5 separate regions of the Sus scrofa genome follow, and all the other regions are linked to region 5. A link is a contact called in public Hi-C and HiChIP or PLAC-seq data. All regions are on one chromosome and are shown on one strand. The core of a region is the stretch at or near the end of the contact, and the rest is flanking DNA. Distances in the headings are between cores, read along the strand shown. Region 1 holds the start of SEC23B (Sec23 homolog B, coat complex II component). Region 2 holds the start of DZANK1 (double zinc ribbon and ankyrin repeat-containing protein 1). Region 3 holds the start of RRBP1 (ribosome-binding protein 1). Region 4 has its middle 54 kb from the start of DSTN. Region 5 holds the start of SNX5 (sorting nexin-5).

The links. Hi-C and Micro-C count contacts between places; a contact is called where the count stands out from the background. HiChIP or PLAC-seq counts read pairs in DNA pulled down with a chosen protein or histone mark.
Region 1: a contact with region 5 is called in an H3K27ac HiChIP or PLAC-seq map of alveolar macrophages. The contact joins the promoter of SEC23B here to the promoter of SNX5 in region 5. A contact is called at or near these places in 1 of 47 Hi-C or Micro-C datasets (heart right ventricle) and 1 of 2 datasets of contacts at active chromatin or transcription factors (alveolar macrophages).
Region 2: a Hi-C map of mesenteric adipose tissue shows a contact between it and region 5, with 4 times the contacts expected there. The contact joins the promoter of DZANK1 here to the promoter of SNX5 in region 5. A contact is called at or near these places in 1 of 47 Hi-C or Micro-C datasets (mesenteric adipose tissue) and 1 of 2 datasets of contacts at active chromatin or transcription factors (alveolar macrophages).
Region 3: an H3K27ac HiChIP or PLAC-seq map of alveolar macrophages shows a contact between it and region 5. The contact joins the promoter of RRBP1 here to the promoter of SNX5 in region 5. A contact is called at or near these places in 4 of 5 promoter capture datasets (fetal liver, fetal skeletal muscle and liver), 8 of 47 Hi-C or Micro-C datasets (embryonic fibroblasts, epiblast stem cells, fetal heart ventricle and 3 more) and 2 of 2 datasets of contacts at active chromatin or transcription factors (alveolar macrophages and skeletal muscle).
Region 4: an H3K27ac HiChIP or PLAC-seq map of skeletal muscle shows a contact between it and region 5, with 4 times the contacts expected there. The contact joins the enhancer-like site here to the promoter of SNX5 in region 5. A contact is called at or near these places in 1 of 5 promoter capture datasets (liver), 4 of 47 Hi-C or Micro-C datasets (embryonic fibroblasts, epiblast stem cells, liver and 1 more) and 2 of 2 datasets of contacts at active chromatin or transcription factors (alveolar macrophages and skeletal muscle).

The regions. Positions count from the first base shown.
Region 1 is chr17:26,758,672-26,761,371 of Sscrofa11.1, forward strand. SEC23B (Sec23 homolog B, coat complex II component) reads left to right here and starts at 1,377. Exons shown (of 20, transcript NM_001267832.1): 1 at 1,377-1,822. LOC102163552 (a long non-coding RNA gene) reads right to left here and starts at 1,273. Exons shown (of 3, transcript XR_308679.3): 1 at 1,118-1,273; 2 at 424-577.
Region 2 is chr17:26,717,912-26,720,611 of Sscrofa11.1, forward strand. It overlaps DZANK1 (double zinc ribbon and ankyrin repeat-containing protein 1), which reads right to left and starts at 1,297. Exons shown (of 18, transcript XM_021078190.1): 1 at 1,113-1,297. It overlaps POLR3F (DNA-directed RNA polymerase III subunit RPC6), which reads left to right and starts at 1,428. Exons shown (of 10, transcript XR_002340113.1): 1 at 1,428-1,802.
Region 3 is chr17:26,118,911-26,121,610 of Sscrofa11.1, forward strand. RRBP1 (ribosome-binding protein 1) reads right to left here and starts at 1,344. Exons shown (of 24, transcript XM_021078037.1): 1 at 1,048-1,344.
Region 4 is chr17:26,051,482-26,054,181 of Sscrofa11.1, forward strand. No RefSeq gene overlaps it. Among named protein-coding and RNA genes, the nearest start is that of DSTN, 54 kb to the left of the region's middle. Within about 2 kb of position 1,385, at least 26 of the 83 cell types and tissues checked have an H3K27ac peak or open chromatin away from gene starts, as enhancers often do. A contact at or near this core is called in liver and skeletal muscle, where this site is marked.
Region 5 is chr17:26,380,317-26,383,016 of Sscrofa11.1, forward strand. It overlaps SNX5 (sorting nexin-5), which reads right to left and starts at 1,361. Exons shown (of 14, transcript XM_021078329.1): 1 at 1,103-1,361; 2 at 782-863. The coding sequence starts at 832. MGME1 (mitochondrial genome maintenance exonuclease 1) reads left to right here and starts at 1,245. Exons shown (of 5, transcript XM_021078251.1): 1 at 1,245-1,262. The coding sequence starts at 1,245.

The DNA of each region.
Region 1 (2,700 bases), core at 127-2,626, 380 kb after region 5:
CTTCCCAACACTTATCAAGATGACTACACACTCACATAAATCTAGTCCTAAAATTCAAAAAATAAACTTTTAAATGTGCAAGATTAAAAAAAAAATCCTTCTTACAGAAATTTCTAGTATAGAAGAAATCCATTTTCAAATAACTAAACCAGATCTTAGGCAAATGATATTCTTTTAATGTTTGGCTAAAAAACAAAACAAAAAACCTCAACTAAGTATTTTTTCACTGTAAAATATAATACAATTGTGTGTTTTAATCAAGTTCGTTTCCTTACTGAGAGAATAATTGATTTGAACTTCCTAAACTTCTACTAGTTTAATTATTTAAAAAACCCTAACATTACTCTAATGAAATGTTTTAGGAACATGAAAACTGCAAATTTATTCAGCAAAACTGAATCATTATTCAAGTTCTTATATTACCTGTAAGTTTCACAGCACATCGACTTAAAACCAATTTCCATGATGTTAGTCATTTTAAACTTTGTACTGGAGGTCCCCTGTGGCTCAGTGGGTTAAGGATTCAGAGTTCTGCTGTGGCTTGGGTCACTGCGGAGGCATGAGATCCATCTCTACCCTGGGAAGTTCCAGAACGAGAAAAAGAAAAAAAGGGGGGGGGTTAGTTCCTGTCATGGCTCTGTGGAAAATAATCTGACTGTCTATGAGAACATAGGTTTGATCACTGGCCTCACTCAGTGGGTTAAGGATCCGGTGCTGCCCTGAGCTGTAGTGCAGGTTGCAGAAAAGGCTCGGATACCTGGTTGCTGTGGCTATAGCTCCAATTCGACTCCTAGCCTGGGAACTTCCATATGTCGCAGTTGCAGCGCTAAAAAGCAGAAAAACAACAACAACGCTTCGTACTAAGGGTTGATCTAATTAATGGTAATTCTCGGACGCTTTGATATGTTCTAAGCATACTTTCAAGTTTATATAATTTTGCTTATTTTTACGTGACACAAAGTGGCTACATCTCTAGGTCAGATTAATAAATGCGCTTGGTTTTGCTACTTATAAGGTGTAAAACAGAAGTGGTAGATGTAGAAAGTTAAGCTCAATGTATTAGGAGTTTTGTTAGTCTCTTAAAATGCTCGAATAGGACCAGTTTCCAGTTACTGACCTTCACATGAAAGTATAACAGGGACTGAGAGGAACTGTGCACGAGTGTCGGGCTCCTCAGAGACGAAGTAACCGGACATTGGGAAGGAAGGAAACCCTGCAATTTGATGAAGCTCACTTTACCAGAGGAACTAACAGGAATCTCGTGCGCATGCGTTCCTAAACTCTCTCCGCCCTGCCCCTCCCGCGTGCTAACGTCTCTTTCCGGCCAGCTTCGGGCCCCTTCACGAGGAAACACGCCTTCTTCCGGGGCCATACGTCATTGTTCTCGCTTCTCGGTAACTAAGGCGATGAGAGGGACTTTCCGCTTAGGCGAGCGGCCGCCTTAATGGAGTAGGACGAACCCCTGAGGCGTGCTGACTTCACCTAGGAAACAGTCTGGCAGCACAGGTCTTTCCTGAAGTATAAACATTTGGCGGTGAGCTTGGAAAAACGTGTATTCCGAGGATCTGTTAATTTTTAAAGAGCGAAGGACCGCTGTCTTGCCCTGTTCCAAGATGGCGGCGCAGCCTCTCTGAGTGTCTTGCTTCCGCTCTCTCTCAGGGGTGGGCGCTCTTTAATTGGTTATCGGACGGCGCTGTGGCGTGACGCACAAAGGCGCTGACCAATCGGCTGAGAGCTGAGCTGGACTTGGCGGTGGGAGCCGGAGCCGGGCTCTTGTAGCAGTGGGTGCGCACAGCTGCAGCCGGTGAGCGTTTCCGGGCAGGTGAGTGGGCAGCCCAGGTGATGGGACGCCAAGGGCTTGGACAAGGGTCTCTACAGGGGGCAGTTGGGTTTCTCCCGAGGCGAGGCCTTTTCTCGGCGGGCAGAGGAATTGAGGGGATCATTGACCCTGGGATCTGCGGAGAGTGACGCGGTCCCCGCCAGGTGAGGTGGCCAGCCGGCTTCTGGCGCAGGATGAACCGAATCGCGCGTGGCGGAAGGATCCAACGTTTATTTTACAGTTGAGGAACTCGAGGTTTAGGTTAAATGATTTATGTTTCGTGACAGAGCTGAGACTAGAACCCAGGTCTTCGGACTCCTTTTAAGGATAAAACCTTGTTTAAACTTAGTTGTGTCCTGAAAAGTTCTGCCTTGATGACCTGAATGGCATAAATTGGGTGGGTGGGGAGGGGGGAGAGGGCAGATTCATCTACAAGAACTTAAGTTTCACTTATTCATTCATTAATTCATCCATTCTGCTATTAGCCTCTTCTGAAACCCTTCCTCTTTGAATATATGTTAGTGGTAGACCCATCTCTCTAGAAAAATGCATATTCACTCAGGCACTCGGTTTTGCTTACACCTTCAGAGAATTTATTGACCCTTTAAATCCCAAGAATCCATGATCTAGAAGGGGCAAGGGGAAGAGTCAGTGGGGAAGGAAGAGAGCAAGTTTTAGTATGTAGATACCTGGGGATATGGAGTGGAGATAGTACCTTTTAATTATGAACTGTTTTGAGAACGGAAACTCATTTAATGAAGTCTGCGGCAGTGCTTGCTGAAAATTGGGATGTTAGAACTTGTTTTCATTCCCACCTGAATTACCCTTTGCTACCCAGGAAGTTACCAAAGTGTTTCCTGTGTACATAGTGCTTCAGCTTC
Region 2 (2,700 bases), core at 47-2,546, 340 kb after region 5:
CCTCTCTTGGCTACAGGGCAAGTCAGCACATAAGAAGCACAGAAATAGCTGTGTACGTGGCATGAAATGCTAATTTAGAGCCAGCTCTCTGGGGACAGCTCCAGGTTCAAACCCCTATGGTTGTCACCAATTCGATCTTGCATATGAAATTTGCCAAGACATTTCAGAAGAACAACAGCCGGAAGAAAATGGGCATGGATATAAAAAGTGAGCAAGAAACACAAAAGGCTCCTGCTCCATCTACTGTATTTATAAATAATTAAGTATGAGAATGGAAGCCTTAGTGATCTTTTCCCTGGGAGTCAGGGAGGTTCATAATTTTTAATGCCTAAAGGATTCATGAAAAAAAAAAAAAACACCACACCTTAATGCAGCAACCATTTACATCTCAGAAGGTCTGTTCAAATTTCAATGATAATAGATGCACAGGTTTACTTAATAAAAACCTATATAAAAACTAAATTTTTATAGTGTATTTCTTGCAACCCCTGCTATTATTTACAATTTGTCAAGTACTTACATAATCTTATCAATTTGTGATTAGGCATTTAAGCTATTGCTAGTTTCTCTTTAGTTTTGGTTTTTGCTATTCTAAATAATGTTGCTCTGAAAATCTCTGTGCTTTGAGGATTGTCAGAGACTGTAACCCAAAGGTGAGATAATTAAATTCAAGCAGGGAATTTAACGCCTGGTTGGATAATTCCAGGTCGGAGGCTAGGAACGTAAATTGCAGATTCAGATAGTAGAGCAAAAATACCCTTCCAGAAAGGTGGCTGGGCTCTGGAGATTACCCATCCTCACATTTTCATCTAAGTGAGAGGCAATTGAAATTAAAATTGTTTACAATTAGCTCAAAATAAAAGCAGCTACGGAGGGAATAATTCGCGCGGCGACTAGGAGCTGCCCTTGGAAGGCCGACAGTGGGCAGGCCAGTGGGCCCCGAGCGTAGGGGATCAAGAAATAAACCGATCCGTTAGGCCCAAATGGCAGTGTGGCGTCAACAACATTCCCCACCCCCATCCCTGCATCCAGACTGCCCCTCACCGCCGGGATCTGGAACCCCGTCTGATCCCCATCCCCGCCCTTCAGATGCAGTCAAGGACACTCGCTACCTCTCAGCTGGAGTGAGGGATGCAATCCTCCTCCTCCTCCTCTGACCACCGGGAACCGATTGGGACCCCCCGAGGTACCTCCGCCGCCCCCAGGCAGACAGCCCACAGCTCAACGCCCTTCGCCCTCTCCTTCACTGCAGTCCGGGTTACCACAGACGCTGCGAGTCGCGCCCCGCCCACTGACAGCTGGGCCGGTGATTGGCGGGAACTCGGCTTCCTAGCAACTAGCTCCGCCCCTGCGCTTGGTCCGGCGAATGGTACTGGCCTGGAGCTCCTGTCGTCAGACTGCATGATAGGCATCCGAGGACGTGCCTTGACAGAGGTTGGTGACTGCTACAAGGTGGCGTTCCAACCTAGAATGGGGGAACCAGGCTCGTTGGTCCGACAGATAACTATCATTCTGGAAAAAAAACAGCTGGAATAAGAAGCTGTACGGGAGCGCGCGAGTGAGGCGGCGCAGGCACGGCTTGGCCACCTCAAGGCGTCAATCAAGGAAGGGCCGGCTGCGACAGGAGGAGGGAGGCCCCTTGCGCCGGCCGGGCGCTATATTCGCCGTTCCCTGGTTCCCCGGTTCCCTTTCCCTCGGTTCTAGAATCTCTTTCCCCCAAGGGGTGGGAACTGCACCCTCATGGCCGAGGTAAAGGTGAAGGTGCAGCCGCCTGATGCAGATCCGGTCGAAATCGAAAACAGGTAAATCGGTGCGAAAGGCCCGGTTTCCGGCTGGGGAGCCCCCGCAAGGCCCTGGACCCGTTTTTCGGGACCCTTAGTAGACGCGGGCTCAGGTTGAGTGAATGTACGGAGCGGGGGCTGGGCGGGGATCGCGGGGCCTGGAACCCTCCTTCCTATCCTAGAATTCAGAACTCTTAAGAAGTTCAAAAAGAGTTTGACATTTTGCAATTTTGTGTAGCCGAATTGCCCTTGGTGCTGTTCGGGAAGCTGTACTCAACGCGCTTCCTGCTCACTTTAAGGTGATCCACGCTGCGAGTGAAGACTCGGCATTTTCCCAGTAGTACTTGTGGGTACACCTTCTGATCCAGGATTGCCCTTGTCATTAAGGGACCTGCCATGAAAGAACGTTTGTGAGTCCCCGTCGTGGCGCAGCGGAAATGAATCCCCGTGGGAACCATGAGGTTGCGGGTTCCATCCCCGGCCTCGCTCAGTGGGTTAAGGATCCGGCATTGCCGTGAGCTGTGGTGTAGTTCTCAGATGAGGCTCGGATCCTGTGTTGCTGTGGCTCTGGTATAGGCCGGCAGCTGTAGCTCCTATTCAACCCTTAGCCTGGGAACCTCCACATGCCGCAGGTGCGGCCCTAAAAACCATTTAAAAAACAAAACAAACAAACAAACGAAAAAAACGTTTGGCTAAAGTTAGGCCGCAGTTTTTGACTACGAAGCGACTTAAGCCAAAAGGTTTTAGGGCAGTATTTAAGTGAAGGCTTTAGGGTGCCCACAGTCTCACACAAGATTTATGGTCTCTACCCGTGCATTGCAGTTTTTAGGTAACCACATAGTTTTTAAAGACTCCAACGTTCTCAAACTATTATGAATAACACATATGATGATCCTATGACAAAGTGAAGTTTGGGGTT
Region 3 (2,700 bases), core at 94-2,593, 260 kb before region 5:
TGCGACCTATAATCTGGGGAGAGGTCCCCAAGGCTTCCCAGATGCTTCACTGGAAGCGCAGACCCCATCCCGCCTTCCCCTGCCCAGGGCGCGGCCAGGGAGCCTGGCGGCCCTGGGCGGGCGCCAGGCCGGGTGCCAGCGTGCTTGGCCGGCCGGGCCGGAGATGCCGCTTCCGCCTGGGCCTGGCACCGCAAGTCCATTCATCGTGGCGCGAAGGGGCGGGCCAGGAATGGCTCGGGGTGCCCCAGTCCCCGCGCCGGGAGCCCTCGCGCCTGGGTTCGCGCAGCCCGGCCGGGGAAAAGGCGCCCCCGGCCCCACCGCCAGGGGGAGCAGGGAGACGCCTCCAGCACTTCGGGAAGTTGCCACCGCGGCCGCCGGGCGTCCGGACCTGGACCGTCCCGGTCCCCGCACGGCGTCCCCCGCAGCCCTAAGTCCCCTGCCCGCCCCGTCGGGGCCGCCCGGACCCCGCCGCGCCCCCGGGTCGCAGCCTGCAGCCAAGCGCTCTCACCCGGCGGGGGCCCCCATTCAATCCCGCCCCCTCCCCCCGGCCGGCCTCCGCCGCCTTCCGCCCGCCCCCCCACCCCCTCCAGCCCGGACTCCAGCCCGGCAACGTCATCCGGCCGCTTCCCGAAACTTAACCCCTTCCTTCGCCAGCTGTGGGCCGCCCCGCCCCGCCGCCAACTTTCTTCACCCAACTTCGGTGCGCGCCAGCCGGCCCGACGGCCCGGCGGGGAAGGAGGGGTGGCCACGTCGCGCAGCGGGGCCGCCGCAGGTCCAGCCGACGGCGAGGGGCGTGGGGTCCACACTGCGGACGCGTTCGGCCGACGCCCCTGCACGGGGTTCGGTTCAGCACACGCCCCCCCCCCCAGGCCTGTCCCAACCCCGAGGGTCCACGGCCATAGCGACGGCGGGCGGCGCCGCCGGGGGAGGGGCCGCCAAGGAGACGTGTCACTCGCGGCGCGGCCGGCCCCGGCCCCAGCCTCGGCGCCCCGACGGCCCAGCCCGCGAGCCGCAGCTACTGCTGCAGGGCCGGGCCAAGTTTCTTACCTGCAGCGGGAGACGCGGGAGGGAGAGCGAGAGGGCAGGAGCCGCCGCCGCCGCCGCCGCCGCCGCGAAACCGGGAAAGAGGAGACGGCTGAGCCTCCGCCGAAAAGCCGCTTCCGAGCAGCTGCAGGCGCCGCGACCTCGACGCCGCCCGCCCCGTCTGCCGTCCGCTCCGGCCGCTCGCTGGCTGCGTGCGCGCGTGTGGAGTCGTGGCACTTTCTGCCTCGGAGCTGGCGAACGGCCCCCTCCGCCAGGATCGCCGCCTCCTGCCTTCCCCACCCGGGCCAGCCATTCATCGAGTCGCCTCTCCCCATTGGTCCGCGCCCCGCCACTCTGCCTGTCGCTGGCCAGTCAGAACGCGGGAAGCCGAGACGCTGCGGCGGCCATTGGGCGGAGAGGAGGGTCTCCGCCTCGGCCAATGGGAGAGGGGAGGAGCTGCGGGGAGTCGCGGGGGCGGGGCCATGGAGGGGCGGAGCCGAGCGGCGCGACGCTCGGGCCGGCGCGGGGGCGGGGCGGGGCCGGAACGCCCAGCCAAAAGGGGGAGGGGGCGCCGGCCGGCCCCGCCCACTCCGGGCCCTCGGCCCTGCTTGCAGTCACTGTCAGGGGGCCGGCTCTGACCCAGCTGGACCCGGAAGGTTCGAATCCCGGCGGCGCTGCGCCTGCGCCCCTGAACCCCTCCAGGCTGAGGTGGCGGTGGGTGTCACCCTGAGCAGGGTTGCGCAACACAGGAACAGCCGCGAGAAATGCTTTATTTAAAACCAGCTAACTGCCCCCGCAGCAGCGCCCCCTCCGGGCCCTGGATGTGAGGACAAGTTCTGCTGGCGGTCAGTCCCGAGAGGGCACGTCGCTATCTTCAAAGATATTTCAGTCAGCACCAGAAGGAATTTTCCTGAGTAAATGGAGGAATCGGGGGCGGAAAGGCCAGATGGTGCACAAAGAATGGAGGTGAACGTCAGTGCACCCATTTTTAGGGAGGGTACAACTGAGGCACAGTCTGAGTTACTCGTCCAAACCACAGCTGGCAGAACAATAATTGCAATTCTATTTAGGGCGTTTTACTCTTTGCAATGGAGAGGGTGAAAGGGCCTGACCCAGATAAACTCACCCACTTCCCAGAAAACTGAGCAAATGGTACTTCGTTACAAGACTTCCTCCCCCCCTTCCACCCAAGTAAGCCAACACTCTTCATAACCAAATAAGACTTTCAATTAAGATAATTTTAGGCCTGCTTTTTAACCATTCTCTCAGTGTCTCTTAAAGCTAACTCTGAACATTGAGCCAAAACCAGTTTCTTTGAAATTAAGGTTTTCTGAGAGGCCAAAGGGCGGCTGCCAGCTAATCTGCTCCATACCACTTCTCCCCAACCCCCTGGCTGCAGAACCTCTTCCTAATATCTGTTTCTTAGACAATTTCCCGTACCCCCTTCCCCTTTGAACAAGTTGTTGGAAAGATGTGGAAATAAGTCATCATGAGGAAATAAAGAGCAGCTGAGTTGAAATTAACCATTCATTCCTATTTTTAATCTCAGCAGTTCCCTAGCACATTAATGATTAATCAATAGGAATTAACCTGGGTTAGCTTTTGACATTCAGTCTTTTTCCAGTGGTGAGCCCCAGCTTGACATGAAAGTCAAGAATCCCAGTTTTGGAGTTCTTG
Region 4 (2,700 bases), core at 135-2,634, 330 kb before region 5:
GCTCAGTGGGTTGACGATCTGGCGTTTCCGTGAGCTGTGGTGTAGGTTGCAGACGTGGCTCGGATCCCGAGTTACTGTGGCTCTGGCGTAGGCCAGTGGCTACAGCTCCGATTGGACCCCTAGCCTGGGAACCTCCATGTGCCGCGGGAGCGGCCCAAATAAATAGCAAAAAGACCCCCCCAAAAAAAAAGTTTTGACCTTTTAGCTTGACATTAGTGAGGAATAAAAATACAAGTACACTCTGCTTTCAGCACATTTACACCTTTCACTAGTGTTAACACATTGCAAAAGTGTGTTTGTGGAAAGCTGACTTAAGGTTCATGTAATGATTACTCTTGCGTTCTGAGGAAAAAGCAAACAAAGCCAATGCTAACAAGTTCAGAGCTTGACTACAAAGTTTGTTATTTCAGAAAATATTAATCGCTGAGCAAACAGTGAACATAGTGACTCCAATAGTAAGACCAGGCTTAGTTGGGTGGTTTCCTTTTTCAGAACTCCTCAGTGCTGGCGGGTCCATGCTGGAAGTGTAGCTTCTGTTTCTTCACCAGTTCATGCCTTTTGCACTGACAGACGGATATGCCCAAGGACACAGCACTTGTCATGGTTTAAGGCATTTGTGACATGGGGGAACAGTCTCCAGTCCCAGCCAGGGGAGAAGGGTCACTGCATAGTGGCTGGCAGGGCCTGGGAGGGAGCCTGTAGCCAGCCCAGAGAGGTAAAGTAACTTGCTTAGGGACAGCACAGCTGGATAGTTCAGGTCTCCTTTTCTGGTCCTAAGCTATTTTCATCATGTCCCTGGCAAGTTCTTCATTTCTAACATCTGGAATTGAGTCATTTTGTTTGATTTGGGGAGGGGAGGGAATCGTTCTTTTGGGCTTTGAGTCCTATTAGACCTTCCCCTCTGAGGAAGCTCTTGGGAAGGAGGCATTTGCGGAGTGTCTTGTGTTTTTGCTGCCTACAGGCCAGGCATCCCAGTGGCGTTTGTGCATTTTATTGACCATCATTCAGAGATGACCAGAGGAAGCTAGTCCAAAAAGCTGGCGCCAGCACCGTGGGCCCCATTGATGAGCCCCATGACCCTGCAGCCTCAGGTCAGCCCCTGGAGCCTCTGCAGGGAGGGGTTTACACTAGATGTTTTCAGAAGACTCCCAGCGCTGCCCTGGGTCTGGTTGCAGTCCGGCCTGGGCGGTTGGTCCCCAGGGACTGCAGAGGGAGTTCTGTGCCATATGCAGGACTAGGACCTGTGAATGGCCAGACTGGCAGGCCAGGCTCCTGGGGAACACCAGGGGGCCCCCTCAGCCTCTTGCGCAGGGTCTGTTAAGGGTGACTCCCTCCCCTCCTTGATCTCTCCCCCTCCCCCAGTCTGAGGCTGGAACTCAGCCAGCAGGCTCCTGGCATGCTCACGCTCCCCCTGCTGGCACGGAGCGGCCACTGCTGGGTCTCAGGACAGCTGAGGCGGTGCTGGTGGGGAATGGATGGAGGAAGGGCTTCACCTGGAGCTGCAGGAGCCCCAGGTTCACCCTGCCCAGTGGCCTCCTGTCTTCCTTCCTGTGCTTTTTTCTCCCCAGGTGTCCCCCTTTCCTGTGCCTTCAGGGGGGGCATCTGCCCAGCATAAGGGTTCTCTGTCCTGCAGCCACTGGGGCAGGGGAGCTTCCTGGAAATGCTGGTGCCACTGATGGCGGTCCTGGCTCAGGAACAAGGCTAGCCTGTTTCCCACCAGGGATGACTCCAAGCCCCTGACCTTACGTGAAGCTCCCCGTGAGCGGGAGGATGAGCTGTGTGTCCCTACCCGACACACAGGGCACACGGGAGTGTGGTGTGAGGGGCCATGGTGCATGGCTGCCACACACTTGAAACCCCTTTCCCTCCAGCGGACGCCCAGGCCTCCCGATGCTGGGTCAGCATTAAAGGCAGGCTTGAAGCCTGCTGTGCCTTTTGCCAGGTGAGCTCTCCCTTCTGTGGGGATTCCTTTGCAGGATGAGGAGAAACTCCCCTCCCATGGGGACTGGAAGATGTCACATGAGAACCAAGCATGGGGCTGGGCATGTGGTGGGTGTCAGCAGTTATGGGTCATTTCCATAACTTCTGACACCATAACTTATATAACTTCTGACACTTTACTTTCCATCTGTCAGAAACCGTGGCCTAGAGCCCACGTCCTGCAGGCTCCTTGACCAGAGAATCTAGAACAGTTACAAGTTTCTCCCCTTGCTTAAAAACCTCAGTGGCCCCTGCAGCTTGCCCCCTTTGCCTTCATAACCTGGCTCCACGAAGTCTTCCTGCCTTACCCCCCGAGCCCCTGGCAGCTCTTTACCTCTGCACCTCTGTTCCCTGGGCCTGGATCCCTTCTCCCCGCCTGACAAACATCTGCTTAGCTCCAGCTTATGCTCATATCTCTGAGGAGACTTCCCAGAATTTCCAGCGCCCTGATCCCAACAGTCACAACACACAAGAGTCACAACGGCAGACAGGTGGTCCCTGAAAGCCAGGACCAGGTCTTGGTCATGCAGACTGAGGTCAGCACTGCCCGGCCCCAGGCAGCGGCTGGCATGTGGAGCCGCTGGTGGCTACAGGACACACTGCACCATGATGCTTCACTTTTGCGACAACCACCCCAGAGAGGCGTCAAACCCACATTCGACAGCCCCAGGCAGGTGGTGAGACCTCAGTTCTCAGGCACCCTCCCGTGGGCACCCCCAC
Region 5 (2,700 bases), core at 111-2,610:
TACTGGAATAACTCAGCAGCTGTATCTGAGCTTTGGCACAAACTAAAGTTTCTCCAAGAGCTATGGATCAAATGTGCCTTAGATTGCTAAAGAGATCCTTCCAGGTTTCTTAAATTCGAGAGTGCCTCCAATTTTTAGAATAAATTTCATTTTCTGTCAGATTAACTTCTGTTGACGATTTTGCACAAAACGTTGCTGCTCATACCAATCTCTATAAATTTCAAAACGGGTAAAGGACCAATAAAGGCGGAAGCTTGCCCGTAAACCTTTTACTAGCTAAAGTAACATGAATTTATTGCATCAGTTACCTTTCAGACCTAAAGATCTAAGAGCCTGGGGGTAATTTACATAATAAGTCTTCAACTATTCGAGCACCTACTAAAAATGACAGAACCTCCACAGTGACGCATTTAGCGGTTAATTGTAACGAATACGCTGCATATTTGACTCGATAAAATTTCCCCAGTATCTGAGCCAAAAAGTTTTCTCGAGGGAATGGGACGCGGATCGGAGGCAACAACAACAAAAAAAATCAAGCTGTCATTTGTCGCAACAGCGGATTTCACGTTCACAAGCCGGTCTCCACCGAGCCAAGGGAAGTTCCAGGAACTTTTCCACGTCAAGCACGCGCTCCCGGGTCTCCAAGGAGCGCCCCAGGGAGCCCAGAGGGAGGACAGCCCTGGGGCCCCAAGGAGTAATCCGCGGCCGGGGGAAGGAGTGTGGGGTCCGGGAGATCACCGGGGCCTCCCAAGCTGGAGCCTGAGGGTGGGCAGGGCCTCACCTTGCTGCGATCCTCCTCCTGCTGCTGCAGCAACTCGGGAACCGCGGCCATGGCGACGCGGGCCTCGAGCGGGGCCGCCTGGCTGTGCGAGGAAAGAAGAGGCTGGGCCGCCGCCGCCGCCGGGGAGCCTCTCAGGGGCGGCCGCGGCCCCGCCTCCGCCAGCCTCCCTGCCCGACGGCGGCGGGAGGCCTCGGGACTCCGCCACCATCCCAGCAGCCCCAGGAAAGGCGAGCGGCGCCCCACGTGCTCCCCCTGAGAGGCCTCCCCCGTCCCCTCTGCCGTCCATCTTGGAGCCGGGCAAAGAAGTTACTCGGGGCCTACCCTCGCTCCGGGCCACGCGGAAACCGCCGACCGTAGGGCCGCGACGGAAACGCGGAGCCCTTAACACCTGCCAAGTGAGGCGCCTCTCGCGAAAGACCGTGCGCTCGTGCGGGGGAAATTTATTACTCAGCCAGAGTCCAAGATGGCGACGACCTCTGACGTAAGCAAAATCTCGTGAGAGAGAAAAGGCGCGATTCGGAGGCGCCCGCGCTTCGGCCAGCGGGGCGGTTCTCCCCATGGTTCCTTAATTGTCAATGGAGAAGAACGAGGGACTAGGGGCGGGACGTGAGCTCCGCACTGCATGCTGGGACTGCGGTTTGTGGGGCGGGGCCTAGTTGGGGACGGAGGCGCGGGACGGATGAAAAGTACGCGCCAGAGGGTTGTTCACACCCTGGGAGTTACCAAAGCGTGGTGGCCTTGAGGTACCTACCCCTGCCATGGGCTGGGCTTCTGTTTAAGCTGCCTCTTCCCTCATCCTGACTCCCATTCGAGGGGCCGCAGGCGACATCTCCCCCACTATGGTTCCGCCGCTATCAGAGCGGGAGGCCTCCTTGGGGGAGTATGGGTTAGTGGGCCCTGGGGACTGCCGCCCTCCAGCTCAGGAGCTCCTTAAGACTGATCTCAGTAGTGCCCACTGAGTGTTAGGGGCTGAATGAGAAATCACACAGAATTAATTAGCCAAGAATCTAACATTTGGGAATTAGTGGTAAACTTAACTATGACTGGCATGCCTCCTCTAGATCCTGGTATTTCTTTTTCTTTTTTTTTTTTTGTCCTTTCTAGGGCCGCACCCACGGCACATGAAGGTTCCCAGGCTAGGAGTCAGAGCTGTAGCCGCTGGCCTAAGCTGCAGCCACAGCAACGCAGGATCCGAGCCGTGTCTGCGACCACAGCTCACGACAACACCGGATCCTTAACACACTGAGCGAGGCCAGGGATCGAACCCACAACGTCATGGTTCTCTAGTCGGATTCATTAACCACCGCGCCACAACGGGAACTCCGGTCCTGGTTTTTCTTTACACACGCCTCCCTTCCTAGGCGTAGTACTTCTCCGTATTGAATATTGGAGACATCTTGCCCCAAACTGTCTTCTAGTTCTCAATAACTGCTGGTCCTTTAAAAGTAGTTTTGTCTGAATATTACCAACCTTGGCTGCAGCATAGGCTATAAATCGACAGAAGGGTTGTTGGGGCAAGGAATAGCGACTTTATTGGAGAGCAGGCACTCAGAGAAGATGGTGGAGGAGTGTCCCAAAGAACCATCTTATCAGTTAGTATTCAGGCTTCCTTTATACTAAAAGGAGGGGGGAATTCCCATCATGGCTCAGTGGTTAACGAATCCGACTAGGAACCATGAGGTTGCAGGTTCAATCCCTGGCCTTGCTCAGTGGGTTGAGGTTCCGGCGTTGGCGTGAGCTGTGGTGTAGGTCACAGACACAGCTCAGATCGTGTGTTGGTATGGCTCTGGCTAGGCTGGCAACTACAGCTCCAATTCGACCCCAAGCCTGGGAACCTCCATATGCCACAGGAGCTGCCCAAGAAATGGCAAAAAGACCAAAATAAATAAATAAATAAAAGGAGGGGAATGTGGCTGGTT